2 separate regions of the Macaca mulatta genome follow, and region 2 is linked to region 1. The links are chromatin contacts, called in public Hi-C maps. All regions are on one chromosome and are shown on one strand. The core of a region is the stretch at or near the end of the contact, and the rest is flanking DNA. Distances in the headings are between cores, read along the strand shown.

Region 1 (7,783 bases), core at 3,932-6,431:
CAACCTTGTGCCTGACCTGAATAGATCTTGGGTGACCTGATTTGTCTGTCCTTATGACCGAGTCACCTGTGAAAATATCTGATCTCAACAATAGCTCTTAGCTGGTTCATTTAAACCAGTGGTTCTCAACCAGAGGTGATTTTGTCTGCCAGGGCACAACTGGCACTAGCTGGACACATTACTCGTTGTTATGCTACTGGCACCCTGTGGGTAGAGGCCAGGGATGCTGTTAAACAGCCTGTAATGAACAAGACAGCCCCTGCAACAAAGAATCATTCATTTCAAAACGTCCAAAGTGACAGGGTTGAGAAACCCTAGTCTAGACTAAATATCTGTTAGAGATAAAAGTCTAACCACAACTTAGAGAAGGGCAAGATTTACTTATGCCAAAGTTTTCATGACGAAGCCCTTAGGAAGACGGTTCTACTTTACTAAGGTACTTTTGGCATTAACTAAATGTCCTTGAATCAGAGAGAGTAATTCTGTTCTGAGTTCCAAGTCATAGCAAATTTTGTTCATTTCTGATCTGGTATGTTGGAGTTAAAACAGAAGAGCAACTAAAACCACAATAAGACATAAACAAGACAGCCCAAAAAACTCTATTTCCCCTCTTCTAAGATGCTGGAGATTTGGCAGTATCTGTTATCTTTCCGTAGGAAAAGAATGGACCTCCCAAAATGCTTCAATACAATAATCAATCTAATACACATTTCCCACTAATTTTAAAAAATAATTAGTTGGCAAGGTGAAGCTGGTGCCCAACACAGCAAACATTTCCTTTCCTGTATCTGAGTAACAGACACATGCAAACTTGTCATCTCCACTTAGCAAAATAGCTCTAAACCCTCTATGGGAAGAAACTGTACTTTCAAGTTAAGGTAATTTTAGATGTAAGCTAAAACCCAGACCCCGTGCCACTGCCAACTGAGATCTCAATTATGGTGTTTCTTCATACTACCATGCGAGACCCACTGGTTTCAGGCAACACCAATTTACTAAAAATTAGATTACACAGATACTATCCCACAGTTTCCTGGGATAAGCCTTTCCACAAAAATGGTGTCTAGTCAGCTGGGAAGTGATGGGAAAAGAAGGGCTGGATAGAGGATGAGAAGAACTTGCTCTAGTAACAGAAAAAAAGGTGCTCAGTCCTGAATTAAACATCGTGGTATAAAACAGCAGTCCTCAATCCTGACTAACATGGTGAAACCCCATCTCTACTAAAAATACAAAAAATTAGCCAGGCATGGTGGCAGGCGTCTGTAGTCCCAGCTACTTGGAAGGCTGAGGTAGGAGACTGGCGTGAACCCGAAAGGTGGAGCTTGCAGTGAGCTGAGATCGCGCCACTGCACTCCAGCCTGGGCGGCAGAGCAAGACTCCGTCTCAAAAAAATAATAATAATAAATAAATAAATAAACCAACCAACCAACCAACCAAACAGGGGTCCTCAAACTACTGTCTGTAGCGAACACTGTCTGTTCTTATCTGTGACTGCTCTTCCTGCTATAAAAGCAGAGTTAAGTGGTAGTTGCAACACAGATTATCTGGCTTGCAAAGCGTAACATATTTACTATCTGGTCCTTTATGGAAAGTTTGCTGACCTGTAATACAGGAAAAAAAAAAATCACAATACTAGTTGTTAGATTAGTTGTCAACTCCTGATGCTGCCGCTGGTTATATTACTTTAACCTAGATGAACAATTAAACTTTCTGTGCCTGGTTATTCATCTGTAAAATGAAGGGATTAGATCAGTGGTCTGTACCACAGTCTGAGCCAAACCCTGCCCATGGCCTGCATGAACTTTTTTTGATAATGTTAAAGGGTTGTTAAAAAACATAAGCACATAAAAGAATAGGTAACAGAAACCACATATGGCCTACAAAGCCTAAAGTATTAGGTACTTCTTTACAGTTTTTGCTGATGCCTGCATTAGACCAAAGAACCACTTTGTTTACACTTCAGAGGTGGTAAAACTGACCCATGCACAGAGCCAGTTAACAGTACAACCAGAATGAAGACCCAGCTCCTCTAAACCCTGGCCTTTGGTTTTTTGTCCAACACTCCTTCACATCACATTCTAATCGCAGAAAAAAAGCAGTTTGGAATCCACACCCAAGGTACGGTATATTCCCTCAGACATAGAGAATCCCTTGCTTCACACTCTGTGGTCACCCTTATCTAATCCTCTACATCTCTGATTTACATCAAGGGCCTCCTGAGTTTCCCACTTCCTTTCTGTCCCTCCCACAATGCGACCTTCATCCAGCAGCTAGATGTGAATCTCATTATGTCATTCCTGAGTTTAAAACTCTCCAAACAATTTCATTTCCATTGTTATTCCTAAAACCTATGAGTTTGAACCTATCATTTTTCTTTAGATCACTGTTTCATCTAGACTGTGTAGCTTCTGACATATAGTATTTCACTATAGCATTTTCTAAAACTTCAGACTGAATTTCCCCTTTAGCTTCTGACTTTTGTAATGTTTTACAAGTTTACAAACAGGTTTCTTTTCAAGTCTTCCAGGTTATTATTAATTTCTAACTTTTTGAGATAAGACTATTGCCTAGACTGCCATTATTTTTTTAAATATTCTACATCTCAATGTATTTTGTTTTCAGCCATCTTAACCGTCATAAATTAAACTCTACTGCTATTGTTTTTCTATAAAAACACATAAACCCAAACACACGTAATTAAAAGCAGAAAGCAACAGCCACAGTTTCAAGCATATTTACAAATCTACTGTACCATCAATATCATTAATTTCTTGATTAAAGTGAAATAATAGAATTGGCTTACCATTGGTTTACCATAAAATGGAAATCCTTGTAACTGTCTCAAAGCATTCGTGGATGAGCCCAGTTCCTTAAATATGACAAAGGCCTGCCCCCTCATCTTCATGGTCTTTAAAGCCACAATGTCCACCACATGACCGAATTGAGAAAACAGGGCATACAGGGATCTCTTCAATTCTGTCCAAATTAGAAAAGAAACAAGTCATTGGTAATAAGATAATGACAAAAGTCTTCATAAAATGATACTGCATTGAGTTGCCTCCCCACCATTCACTTATTTATAGTTATATATATTTAATGTTTATAAAAACATATACTATTCCCATTGGCTATATGTAATTTTATAAGTCAGATGAAACCATTATATCTATGAGTAGAAACAGACTGTACACACTGTCAATTCCTACCTATTTTTGTTTTTTAAAAGTCTTCAAATCCCTATAGGTAATGGAATAAACCATTATTTCAGGCACTAAGACGACGAGGTAAGAGGTTTTGAGGCAATACAATTTTTAAGACAGTAGTAAATAAACACATTTTAGTAGTGAACAAGTATTTTTAAAAGCACTTACCTTCCTTTTTAATTTTGTCATTCATATTGTTGATATAAATTGTATGATTTGGTCTGATATCCATGTTTGTGTTAAATTCTTCAGAAGGAGACAGTAAAAAATCTGTTATAAAAAGGAAGGAGTAAATTATACTGGACTGTGGCATAAGGACACAACACACGAATTATTAACCTTTCACTTCTCTTTCAATCCCAATTGTTAGATGATGTCAGTTTGGCTGAAGCCTTTAGTGTACCTCCAGCACCTACTAGCCCTCCTTTTCATACAAAAGGAGAAGAGTTTCTCATGCTCAAAACTTGGAGCACCAATACCTAGCCAGATTTTAGTAACATCATTTAATTCAACACATTTATTTTCACACTTACTTTTCACTTATGACAAGTGATATTTTCTTTCCACCTCCTCAATAATTTAAAATGTAGATTTGAAGAAAAATGACCAAGTAGCAAATGTACATCCAGTGAAAATCATAAGGTTAGACATTAATGGAGTTTGCCAACTACTTCTTGGGTGCACTTACAAAGTCCTTCCATACCTATTACTTAATTTGTATACAGTATCACCAAGCTGTCTGGACTCCAAGGTTACCTCTAACCGACTTGAAAGAAGGGAGCTCAATGACAACAGTGTGGCATGACCGTTAAACTCAGATTCTAGTACCAACCATATGTGAATTCAAATCCTATTTATGCTTCTTATTAGCTGTTTGCCTGAGGGAAGTTCCTTAATCTGTCAGGTCCTCATCAGTAAAATGAGAATGGTAACAGAACCTACCCAACCGAACTCAGAAGACTAAATGAGTTCTAGCACAGTTTTGCATCAACGGTAAGCACTTAAAGTAGCTATTATTAACAGCTATTACCAGTTAAGGAACGTGCCTAAGGTCACACAGCTAATAAGCATCAAGCCTGGAAATTCAGCCCTTGCTTTCTCCTCTACACTTCTCTTCCTCGTCCACCACACTATTGCATTTTTTTAACGTGGTTTTTACTTGCAAACTGTGAAGCTGCTTGATTTCCTTGTGTGCCCCACATATTTCTTTATCTCACAAATATTTACGGAGCATCCACTGTACGTGAATAGCATTGGATGATTGACAAGGGAAGAGCCTACAAGCAGGGGCTGCACTTGTGCAGGTAACAGGTAAAACATAACGCTTCTCCAAGCCTTGGGACCCCCTAAATCGAAATCTGGAGAAGCGGCAAGGGTCACAAAGGAGACGACGAAAGGGAAGTGACTGAGGCAGAGGTCAAACTGAAGGTAGGGGGACAAAGGGGAGGCTCTTGCGGGGTTTCATGCGAGGTTTGATCGTGGGCTGGACTGTTACAGGGGCACCCTGAATTACCCGCCACTACCAAAAGGAAACCGCTGGAAGACACCTGAAAGCGCAGTGAACTGTCAGCGCCTCGCACAAGCAGACGGACATTATCCTTTACTTCGTAAGCGCAAGCCTCCCGCCTCTCCAGACACAAGCACCTTCGCCCGAGGCCCCCTAACGAAGTCCGAGGGAGCTGCCACGCGATGCCCGGCCCCTGAGTCAGTCTCCCATCTCTTCCTCGCCCCCAGCCTACTCGGGTACTCCGAGATCCAAATCCGGGCCAAACGCGTCCCCACCCCAGCTTCGCGCTTCGTCCGCTCCCAGCTGCAACAGGGGAGAGAAGGGCCGAGGAGCCAGGAAAACCGAAACAGCGAGGTAAAAGGTGCACGAACCCACCTAAGGCCTACGCAGTCTCCCGTAAGAACCAAAAGCAGGAAACGGAGCCAGGCACCGGAAGTAACGTTGCCACGCTCCTCAATCGAGCGCCCACAAGTCTACAAGCCGAGCGCAGAGCAGATCGATGCTTCCTGGTCTCTGGCGGCCCGTAGGTAATCTCTTTGCGCGTGCGTATGCCCTGCGGGCAGGAGAAGAGTCCGGAAATGGAAATGGGGAAAGGGACGGGGTTTGTGGGGACAATGCTGCGAGGGAATAGGGAAGAAGAGTGAATCATTTCCCTTACCACGACCTTGCGAAGCTTTGCCCCGCGCAAGAGTGCCTTCCACCTTTACAAATCCTATGTAATTTTACAGGCTCTGCCTCTCATGCTACGGGGCAGTTAGTCCTGGTTTCGCCCTTCTTTGGGCTCTGGCTGCCCCGGTTTAAAATCACCTTTAGGATAGCCGGTTCCTCCGGCCTCCAAGTCTCCTCTGATTCCTGGGGCTCTGCAGGAACTGTCCTCCAACACTCTGCTGATGAACTTGAATCTCAGAGGCTACCCAGTTTGAGGGCCCAGGGCAAACAGAACTGGTGTCTGCCCAATTCTCATCTCTCACCAGATAAGGCAACCATGCTGAGTAGAACCCAATCATCTGTAAGATCATCTGCCTCAACTCACTCGAAAAAATAATTCCCTACCACCCTTCCCACTCTTTTCTTCCCACAAAAAGTCTAGATTTTTCTAGGGTAGTCTAACGAGTTAGTATTTATGCCAAGCTGAATGGGAATTCCCAAAAAAATTCCCATGCTTTCATTCATTCATCCATTCATCAGATGTCTGTAAAGCATCACCTGGAATATGAAATGGTTGTTAAGAGTCAAGTGGAACCTAATCTTGTACCCTCTGCTTAACTAATCTCTCTGATCTTCACTCTTTTCGTCTGTAAAATAGGGATCCTAATAGTATCTCCTTCTAGTTGTTGTAGGCATTAAATGAGCTAAAATAAATGTAAAGTGGTTGGCACATTACCAGACACAAAATAAATGCTCAAAAATGTTATTTCTGAATTCTGGCTATAACTTGGTTATATTGGTGAGGCTCAAAAATGTTATTTCTGAGTTCTGGCTATAACTTGGTTATATTGGTGAGGCAGGTAGCTGTCAAATAAGTTAGTTTTATCAGCTGGGAATTTTTATTTTTTAAAAAACACCTAAAGTTGCAACAACTTGAAAATAATATAAGCTTCTTAAGGGTGGGGATTTTGTCTGCTCTGTTCACTCAAGTACCCTTAGTAATGAGAATAGTGACTGATAATTAATATGTATTGGATAAATGAATGACTGACATGGAAAACTAGGCAACAGTAAACAAATATGCTTTGAACATGCAGATGAGTGTAGAAAATGTTAAGGGATCACAGAAAAACATCCTTTTATTATATAGATCTAATACTACAAGAAATGGCTGAGTGTAGTAGCTCACACCTGTAATCCCAGCATTTGCGGAGGCTGAGATAGGACTGGTTGAGGCCAGGAGTTTGAAATCATCCTGGGCAACACAGTGAGATCTCATCTCTGAAATAAATAAATAAATAAATAAGAAGAAATAAATGAGAAATTCCTATCTCAGTCAAAGAATTATATCTTTAACAAATTAAAAGAGAATATAAACTTAATGTAAACAATTTCTAAATAACAAAGGACAAGCTATTCTGCGTATTAGTATGAGCATCTCAACAGTTAGTTCTATTTGTTGATAATGAGGATGGCTAAACTACTGAGAATAAACTATACTCTTTATTATATAAGGGGATCTAGCCAAGAGTTGATAACTGTTAAAAGAGAATAAGATGTGATTATGCAAAGACACTCCAACCTAGAAGAAAATACCACAGGAAACACAGAGGCCTGAAGACAGACTGCATATCATGTTCTATTAACAATTAAATTACAGCTATTGTACATTACACTGTGAGAAGCAAATCATCCATTGCCAACTCAGCTGCAATGGTCTGCATGCACTTTTCCAGGTTCTTCTGAAAAGAGCCAGTGCACTGTCCTTGGGAAGTCACTCTGTGCATTCCAGTAACCCGTTAATGATTCTCAGTGGTTTCCTGAATGATCTGAGAAGCCAGTAATTGAAAACAGTGCAGGAAGGGAATGATAGGGATCGAGTAGCTTTTCTGGTTTTGTGAGAAACCTTGCATAGCCTGGTTATATAACTATATTAAGGATATTATAGCAGCTAAACTATGGTCACATGTACTGTAAAACATCATCACTTTATAACCAGATCCACTTCTTGAGGGTCAGATCAGGAATCAGATGTCCAAAACTCACATTTTTTAAAACTAGAAGGGCAAATGAGTTTTGTTAGTTCTGCTCAGTCTGTTCTTTCATATTTGGGTTAGGCATCATGATTTACTTTCCTGTGAAACAGGTTTTTTTTAATCGAGAGAAACAAGAAGGCAGTGCCATAACCACCCTATCCAAGTGTCATGCATCTGCAGATGATAAAACTCGCTTATTTTCGGAGTAGCAGAAAAATTACTACAAACAGTAGGGAATAAAACTGTGCCAAGATGTCTAAATTGTAAGGATGATAACTGAGGTGTCTCTTAGTGACTCCGAATACACATATATTTTCTACCTTATCTGCACCTGTTTTATATTTCTCATTAAATGTTTTTGGTATCCTGCTGCAGTAGTTTTGAGGAGC
Region 2 (7,783 bases), core at 2,760-5,259, 160 kb after region 1:
GTTTGTAAGAAAGTAAATCAATTTTATTCCTCAGAGGCTAGGATGAAGAAAAAGCACAGCTCATGAAAAATACAGTATTTTTCTTCTGATGACAGTATTCCCTGATGATTCAAATATTTTGAGGTGGTGAACATTCTATTACAGTGCTATTTCACTTCGAAATGAAGAAGCTAAGACTCAGAGAGTTTAAGTCACTGAAAAGTTTTTGGCAATTAAAAAAGTTTTTTAAATAGAGATTAAAAAAAATTTGAAAAGAAGTTTTAAAAAAGAGATTGCTAAACATCAGGAAAAAAATGTCAATAAATGAAGACCAAAATAAACTACATCAAAACAAACTAAACAACCACATCCCCCACCTCACATATGCATCTTGAGACCATTTGGGTTTTAATCCAGATCTCAGAATTTTCTCTTCTCCTTCCCATCACAATTCAACCTTCTGACAAAACAAAAATGTCAGCCGGGCTTGGTGGCTCATGCCTGTAATCCCAGCACTTTGGGAGGGAGAGGCAGGCGGATCACGAGGTCAGGAGTTCGAGATCAGCCTGTCCAACATGATGAAATCCCCGTCTCTAATAAAAATACAAAAATTAGCTGGGCTTGGTGGTGGGCACTTGGTGGTGGGAGAATCGCTTGAAACCGGAAGGTGGAGGTTGCAGTGAGCCGAGATCGCACCACTGCATTCCAGCCCGGGCAACAAGAGCAAAACTCTGTCTCCAAAAAAAAAAAAAAAAAAAAGTATATATATATATACATACACACACAAAATAAAAATAAAAATGTCTTTTATTCATCCAATTGAATTTTAAAATCATAGATTCTTAAACCTTTTTTATGCTGTGGACCCTTTGGGTTGTTTGGTGAGAGTAACATTTTCAGAATAACATTTTAAAATGCATAAATTAAAATACACGGGATTACAAGGAAAATCAATTATACTGAACTATAACTATCAAAATGTTAGAAAGAAATGTGATATTAAGGTAGGTTTGTTATTTAGTGACTCGCCTGAGTACCCACCCCTTCTTTGGGGGGCCCCTCCTACATTGACTGGGCGTGGCCATGTGACTGCCTTTGGTCAGTGGAAGTTCAACAAAGGCTTGTGCGTAGGGCTTGCTCTCCTGGAGGCGTGTCTCGCTGCCGCCAGAAACCTGGAAACTGGTCTAAACTTTTTGAGGATGAAAAAGCAAAATGCATCAACCTTTCCTCACCCCAGCTGAGCCTAGACCCCAGCCACAAAGCACAGGTGACACCAGCAACCCACAGAATTGAGAGAAATAATAACTGGTTTTTGTTTTAAGCCTCCACATTTTTAGCAATTATTTTTATGCATCAGTACATGACTGATATGGATCCCTAAATTCTATTACTGACCTTTTGGGCCCCGGATTTAGAGTTTTTTTTTTTTTTTTTTTTTTTTTTTTTTTTTTTTTTTTGAGACTGGGTCTCTGTCCCTCAGGTTGGAGTACAGCGGTGCCATCTTGGCTCACTGCGACCTCCGCCTCCCATGCTCAAGCGATTGTCCCACCTCAGCCTCCTGAGTAGCTGGGACTACAAGCATACGCCACCATGAGTGGCTTGTTTTTTGTTTGTTTTGTTTTGTCGTAGAGACAGGGTTTTACCGTGTTGCCCAGGCTGGTCTCGAACTCCTGAGTTCTGGCAATCCATCCTCCTTGGCCTCCCGAAGTGTTGGGATTACAGGCATGAGCCACCGTGCCCGGCCTAGAGCTTCTGTAACTGTTTTTCACTATCAGTATTTTAAGCTTTCACAGTTTGCGTAGAGGTCATCTATCCCCTGCCTCCTTGCAGGGAGGGTGGCAGCGGGCAGCATCTTTACTCCCCGAACGTGCTGGAAATGCCACGTCTCAGGCTTCCCCTCCGACCTGCCCATAAGAAGCCGCAGTTGCACAAGACCGCCAGGTGATTCCTTTAAACATTCAAGTTTGCAAAGCACTTCAAAGTAGGCACACTAAAGTTTGAGAAGATGAGCAAACCCCTTATCTTATAATAATCTTCCCTTTCAGAAACTTCCTTCACGCTCTAATAGAAATGTTTTCTGCTAAGAAAGTCCCCGTTCCATATCGTCTGCGATGATCAAGCCTTACTGCCTCCTATTGAAAAGCTCCAGGCATGCTGTTTGTTGTCTAAAGCGTCTGCCGGTGGGCGATGGTCCGTTTTGTGTCAGACGGCAAAGTCGTGGATGGACAGGGGGCTTATAAACACATGTAGGTTGTTGGAATTACATTAACGAATGAATGAGCAAAACCTGCTAAACTACCGACCAGTGAAACCCCGATACAGAAAATCGCTGTCATGAGTAAGCTAGCACTCCTCCTGAAAAGTTTGAATACTGAACTGGCCAGCGTCTGCGCGCCGACGCCCCCCAAGTGGCCGGAGTGACCCGGAGCAGGAGTGGAAGTCTCTCGGCTCCGCGCGTTGGGCCCGCACAGTTTGTCCCCACGCAGCTCCCATATAAGGCGGGCCCCTCCCCTGCCACCCGCAGCTAGGGCGCCGCGCTGGCTCCCTGGCGGCTTCTCAAACCAACCCCCCGCTACTGCGCATGCTTGGCCCGCTCGCCAGCTCCTTAATATCCTGCTCCGGGTGTTCCTGCCACCCTTGGTCAAATTCGCACCCAGCTCTGCTCCAGACAGGGAAAACCCAGTGATTTCCGCGCTCTAGAAACAAAGGGATGCTATGATCCCTGCTGGCCCTAGGGATCCAGGGAAGGTTATGGGAAGATAATTCTTTGTGTAAGTGGGTTGCGTATTTGCATACATCATCCCACTTGATGCGTTCACCAACTCTATGCCGTTGTTCCTGATTTGCAGATGAGGCAAGAAGCCTCAGAGGCGCCCAGTAATTCAAAATGGATGGCTGACAAGGCTAGTGTTGGAGCTAGGACTTAAAAACAGGAGCTCCGCCTCCATTGCTTGAGTCTCCCATTATAGCTTGGCTTCTTGGAGGGGCTGCTCCTGTGGCTCACAGGTGGGCTTCTGGGTGTGTGTAAACGATTTCATGCATGCTCGATTCAGTGAATGAATGCATTTACTTTCTACACAGGAAAGGAGGTGGAGCTCACTTCTACCAGAGGCTCTAAGCCTTAGGATACCAGTTGTCGGCCTGGCGCGGTGGCTCACGCCTGTAATCCCAGCACTTTGGGAGGCTGAGGCGGGCGGATCATTTGAGGTCAGGAATTCGAGACCAACCTGGCCAACATGGTGAAACCCCGTCTCTACTAAAAATACAAAAATCAGCCGGGCGTAGTGGCACATGCCTGTAGTCCCAGCTACTCGGGAGGGTGAGGTAGGAGAATCGCTTGAACCCGGGAGGTGGACGTTGCAGTGAGCCGAGATCGCACTATTACATTCCAGACTGGGTGACAGAGCAAGACTGTCTCAAAAAAAAAAAAAAAAAAAAAAAGATACCAGTTGTCTTCGCCTTTAACTCCCTTATGATTAAAACTAAAAATTACTAAAGTGTAACAAAAGTGCAAAACGAGTTCAAATAAGGGTTTGATTCTAGCCAATATAACGACATTCCCGCACACATTTAAAACATCCAACACCCTATTAACCGCTTGGAGCTCCTTAGGGTAGCAGAGAAGGCCCTAGCGGAGTTCGCCACTAACAAGCTGCGATCATCTCTGCGACTCAGTTTGTTCGAGGGTAAAATGGATGAGTTAACTCATGCTTGACTGGGTGAAGCCAGGTCCTTGCTAAGGGCTGAAAAACTGGCTTTGGTCATCTGACCCCAGGACTGTGATCCTTGCCGCTGGCTTTAAATTGCTGCGATCCTCTTCTCTCCAGTTTTTCAGGCTGTAAGGGTGGGTTCTAGTTTTCCTGAAACCATCCGTCCCTGGTCGCCCTCCATAACCTCTGCGCCACGGTCCACAACGTGGCCCTTCCAGACTAGGGGGTCCCGGAGGCGGCGCCCAGGCCCCGCGGCCCCGCCCCTCCGCGCCGCCCGGCCGTCGCCAAACCGTGGCGCACGGATCACGCGGGCCGGAGCCGCTCTGGGCATGCTCAGTGGCCTGGCAGGTGGGGCCGCCGCGGAACTCCAGGTCCGGCCGGGAGCGGAGGGGCGGGGGCGAGAGGGAAGTGGGCGGGAGCCGGGATCTGAGTCGCCAGCGTCGCCGGCGACCGCGGAGTTCTGGGCTGGTGGGACCCCGCGCGGGCTGGGTCGGGATGAGCGATGGCATCGGTCAAGGTGGCCGTGAGGGTCCGGCCCATGAATCGCAGGTGAGTGGGGCCGCCCGCGCCCCGCCCCCTTGTCGCGCGCCCACCCAGAGGAAGCCTGTTTCCAGCTCCCCCAAAGCCAGCCTGGACTTAAAAGTGTCACCGGCTGGTCCTGGCCCACCGGGCCCAAGCTGTGGCCTCTGGGGGCCTGGAGGACTTCGTGCACTGCTGTCCCGTTCACATTGCCCTGGAGAGGACCCTGGTGGTAAAGGAGAAGATTCTATTAACTCTCTCCACCCTATTAACTTGAGCTTTTCCTGTTCCCCCTTTAAAAAAGCATCAAGGGAACATTACCATGAAGATGTAAAATAGTTGGGGGGATGGTGAGAGTGCTGACGGGGGCACCACGAGCTGTCAGGCGAACCCCTCATTTCTACCAACTCAGAAGTTCTCTTAACAATTAACCATGCTACTTTTTAATCTTTCAGTTAGAGATGATTTTGATTCCGTGAATGTCTAATCCATAACTTAGCAGTCCCTAACTTTATGTCAGAGACAACTCTGACAAAGTCCTGACTCCTAGAAAAAAGTCAAGGACGCTTTACACGTGTTTGAAATATTCTGATATTGAGAGGAAGAGTGTTACACACAAAATTTAATCTTGTTATGTATTTCTACAAAGTAATGCTTTTCAGAATCCTTATCTTCATTCACTGAAAAATAGTGTGTGCTCCCTTTTCAATGACCTCTTTTAATCAGTTTAGAAAGATTCTTTGGAAAAGTTACTTTTTAAATTGGTTTGACTTTAAAGAATGAAGTAGACCTAAATGGGATGTGTCCTCAAAGGTGATAGGCGAGGTTCACACAGAGCTATTTGATTTTATTGACTTCTCTGCCAAGTTGGTGGATATTTGACTTAACATAGGCCTTTTTTGCTTTTGTCATATCAACTTGTGGAGGTTAATGTTTGGTAGTTCTGACGCCTGATTGGGGCATCTGAAGACCATAAAATCAAAAGATTTCCGGAACCTTATTTGACTCATCTGAATCTGTTTCTTCTCTTGGCAAGTAGGAAATCATTATTTTGGTTTGTAATAATTAAAACCCAATGTTTTTAGAGTCTGCTTTTTGTGACTTTTGAGTTATTTCTAAAGCGGTTTAGAGTAAGAGTTTGACTTTTTTGCTCTAAGGGAATATTTATGTTTCTGTGTACATTCAATCATAGAAGATAAACTTCACAAAGATTTTTCTTTATTATGGATTTTCATGTATATGGAAGTTCTTTTTCTCCTTTGGAATAATATGAGCATATGCTAGCAAATTGTGTTGTGTAACTTTAGAAAGTATTTGTTAAGCACCTACCAAACACATAGCATTGTGCTGGGTGCTTTCTGGGGTACAAGGGGAATGAGACCTGGTGAGCCCGTGATCTGGTGAGAGAGGGATTATGTACTGGCATGAGTCTTGTGAAATATTGGGCCTGCTGGGACAGGAACTGTGAGTTCAGTGCCTTGCCAGTGTAGGCCTGGAGCCCAGGGACATGGAGGGATGGCAGGAAATAAGTCCAGAGGCCTTGGGCTTTGAGGAGGCAGGTTCACGTGATGTTATTTATATTCTCAGTAGAGAACTCTGGTGGTGTCAAGATTGAGGTAAGAGGCAGGGGATCAGCAGTCTGAGCCAGAGGTGAAATGGGAAGGCAGGATAGTTACACGAAGACCATTCACTGGCAGAATTGGCAGGATTTGGCAGCTCACTGGATGGGAAGAAGGGGGAAAGATGCGAGTGTAGAATCATTAACTGAGGTTTGATGCTGAGGAAGGTGAGTAAAGATTGAGGAAGGTGGACAATGAAGTTGGTGTGTTCTCTCTTGGATGTGGAGAGTTACATGAGATGCAATACGTGTCAAGTACAAGCACAGAGCAAGTGTTTCATGCATGTTGACCTTGTTCATTATCTGAAGTGTGGGAAGGACATCCATCCCTCTGCTAGAGGTGTCCAGCAGAAAGCTGAAAACGCGGGGTTAGGTCTCAGGTGATTTGAGGATCGACATTTGGAAATCTTTTGCACATAAACCACAATTTAAGGATGTTACGTGAGAAGAAAAGGGAGCCAGGGATTGGACATTGGGATATCCCCCTCTTTAGGATTTCAGGGAGAAGATTGACTTGCAGTCCATAGAGGAGAACCAGCACAGCAAATAGTCATGGCAGGAAAGGGAGAAGAGCATCCTGAAGGAGGTGGTGGTGGTTAGTGTCAAATATTGCCAGGATGATGAGAATAAGATGGTGTCCTTGGTCTCAAAGACAAGGCTACTTGATAACCTTCCCAACAGTACTTTCAAGGAGAGTCAATGATTCAGAAGTTGGCAGTGAGTGGAAAGAGATATATAAATTGGCAACTGAATATACTTGACCTAATTTATAAGGAAAGACATGCATGCTATAATAGTGATAAAATGCCATTTTTTAGCCAGCGAGATTGATAAATGTTAACTGAGCATCAATTGCTGGTAGAGGAGTGATGAAACAGACACCTCTGCATTGGTCACAGAAGCATAAAGGATCAAAACATCTGAAACTTTCATATTGGGAAATTTGACAGTAGCTGTCAAGATTAGAAATCTTTATACTTACGCAAAAAATGCTTCCCTTAAAAAAATTGGAAATCTATAAACTCTTTGATCTGACAGTTTCTAGTTTTTCTAATTTCTAATTTTTATTATATGGATTATATTTCTGCGTACAAAGATCTATGTGTAAAGATGATGATTTTTGCATCATTGTTTATAACAAAAAATCATAAATGACCTTAATATACAAAACTGGGAAATTTGTTAAGTTACGGCCTAAATCATTTGGTGGAACGTTATGCAACTCTTAGAAAGAGGGTGTTGATCTTAAAAGAGTTCCAAGGTAGAGGATTGAGAAAAGCAAGATATCCACAGTGGAGTAAAGTTGTGTGTATGTGTGTGCTAACAAATGTACACACACATACACACACACACACCCCCACAGGTTCATCTGTATGTAATGGTTTATAAGAAACCTAACACTGATACCTCTAAAGAGGAGGACTGATGATGAATCCATTTGGCAAAGGTGAAAGGCATTTTTTTCTTTTTACTGTTTGTTTTTTTCTCATGCGTAGTTTTATAATTAATACTTAGAATTAATTATTGACCCAGCAATGCTTATTTAGGTAATTTTAAAAAGTCACCTACAAAATTCATTGGCACTGGAGAAGTTTCAGTTGGTTGTGAGGAGGATTGAAGGAAGTTGTTAATAATTTTTTTAATGGTAATCTTTAGAGTAGTGGAGCCTCAGGCAAAGGGAAAGCAACCTACAGAGAAACAAGTCCCAGAGTTATTGGAAAGTAAGGACTGCTGGTGGTGGAGTGTTGAGTTTGACTGAGTTTCTAAACTAGGGGCCTTTGCAGTAATCAGTCAGCGTTGTAAGGAATGTGAGTGCTTGATTCAGGCTAAGATGTGATGAGATTATTTTTATTGCCTTGTAGCTTTCAATTATGTGGCAATAATACTCATTTCTAATGCGGAAGTGATTCTGTTGCGTAGGCAAAGTAGTAGCCACTTTTATTGAGACTTGACTCTG

What was found. A called contact is a pair of places that touch in the nucleus more often than the background predicts.
Region 2: a Hi-C map of liver shows a contact between it and region 1, with 5 times the contacts expected there. The contact joins the promoter of KIF16B here to the promoter of SNRPB2 in region 1. A contact is called at or near these places in 2 of 14 Hi-C or Micro-C datasets (cortical neurons and liver).

The regions. Positions count from the first base shown.
Region 1 is chr10:67,264,009-67,271,791 of T2T-MMU8v2.0, forward strand. It overlaps SNRPB2 (small nuclear ribonucleoprotein polypeptide B2), which reads right to left and starts at 5,182. Exons shown (of 7, transcript NM_001260894.1): 1 at 5,086-5,182; 2 at 3,372-3,473; 3 at 2,804-2,976. The coding sequence starts at 3,435.
Region 2 is chr10:67,426,280-67,434,062 of T2T-MMU8v2.0, forward strand. KIF16B (kinesin family member 16B) reads left to right here and starts at 4,010. Exons shown (of 25, transcript XM_077951180.1): 1 at 4,010-4,238. The coding sequence starts at 4,192.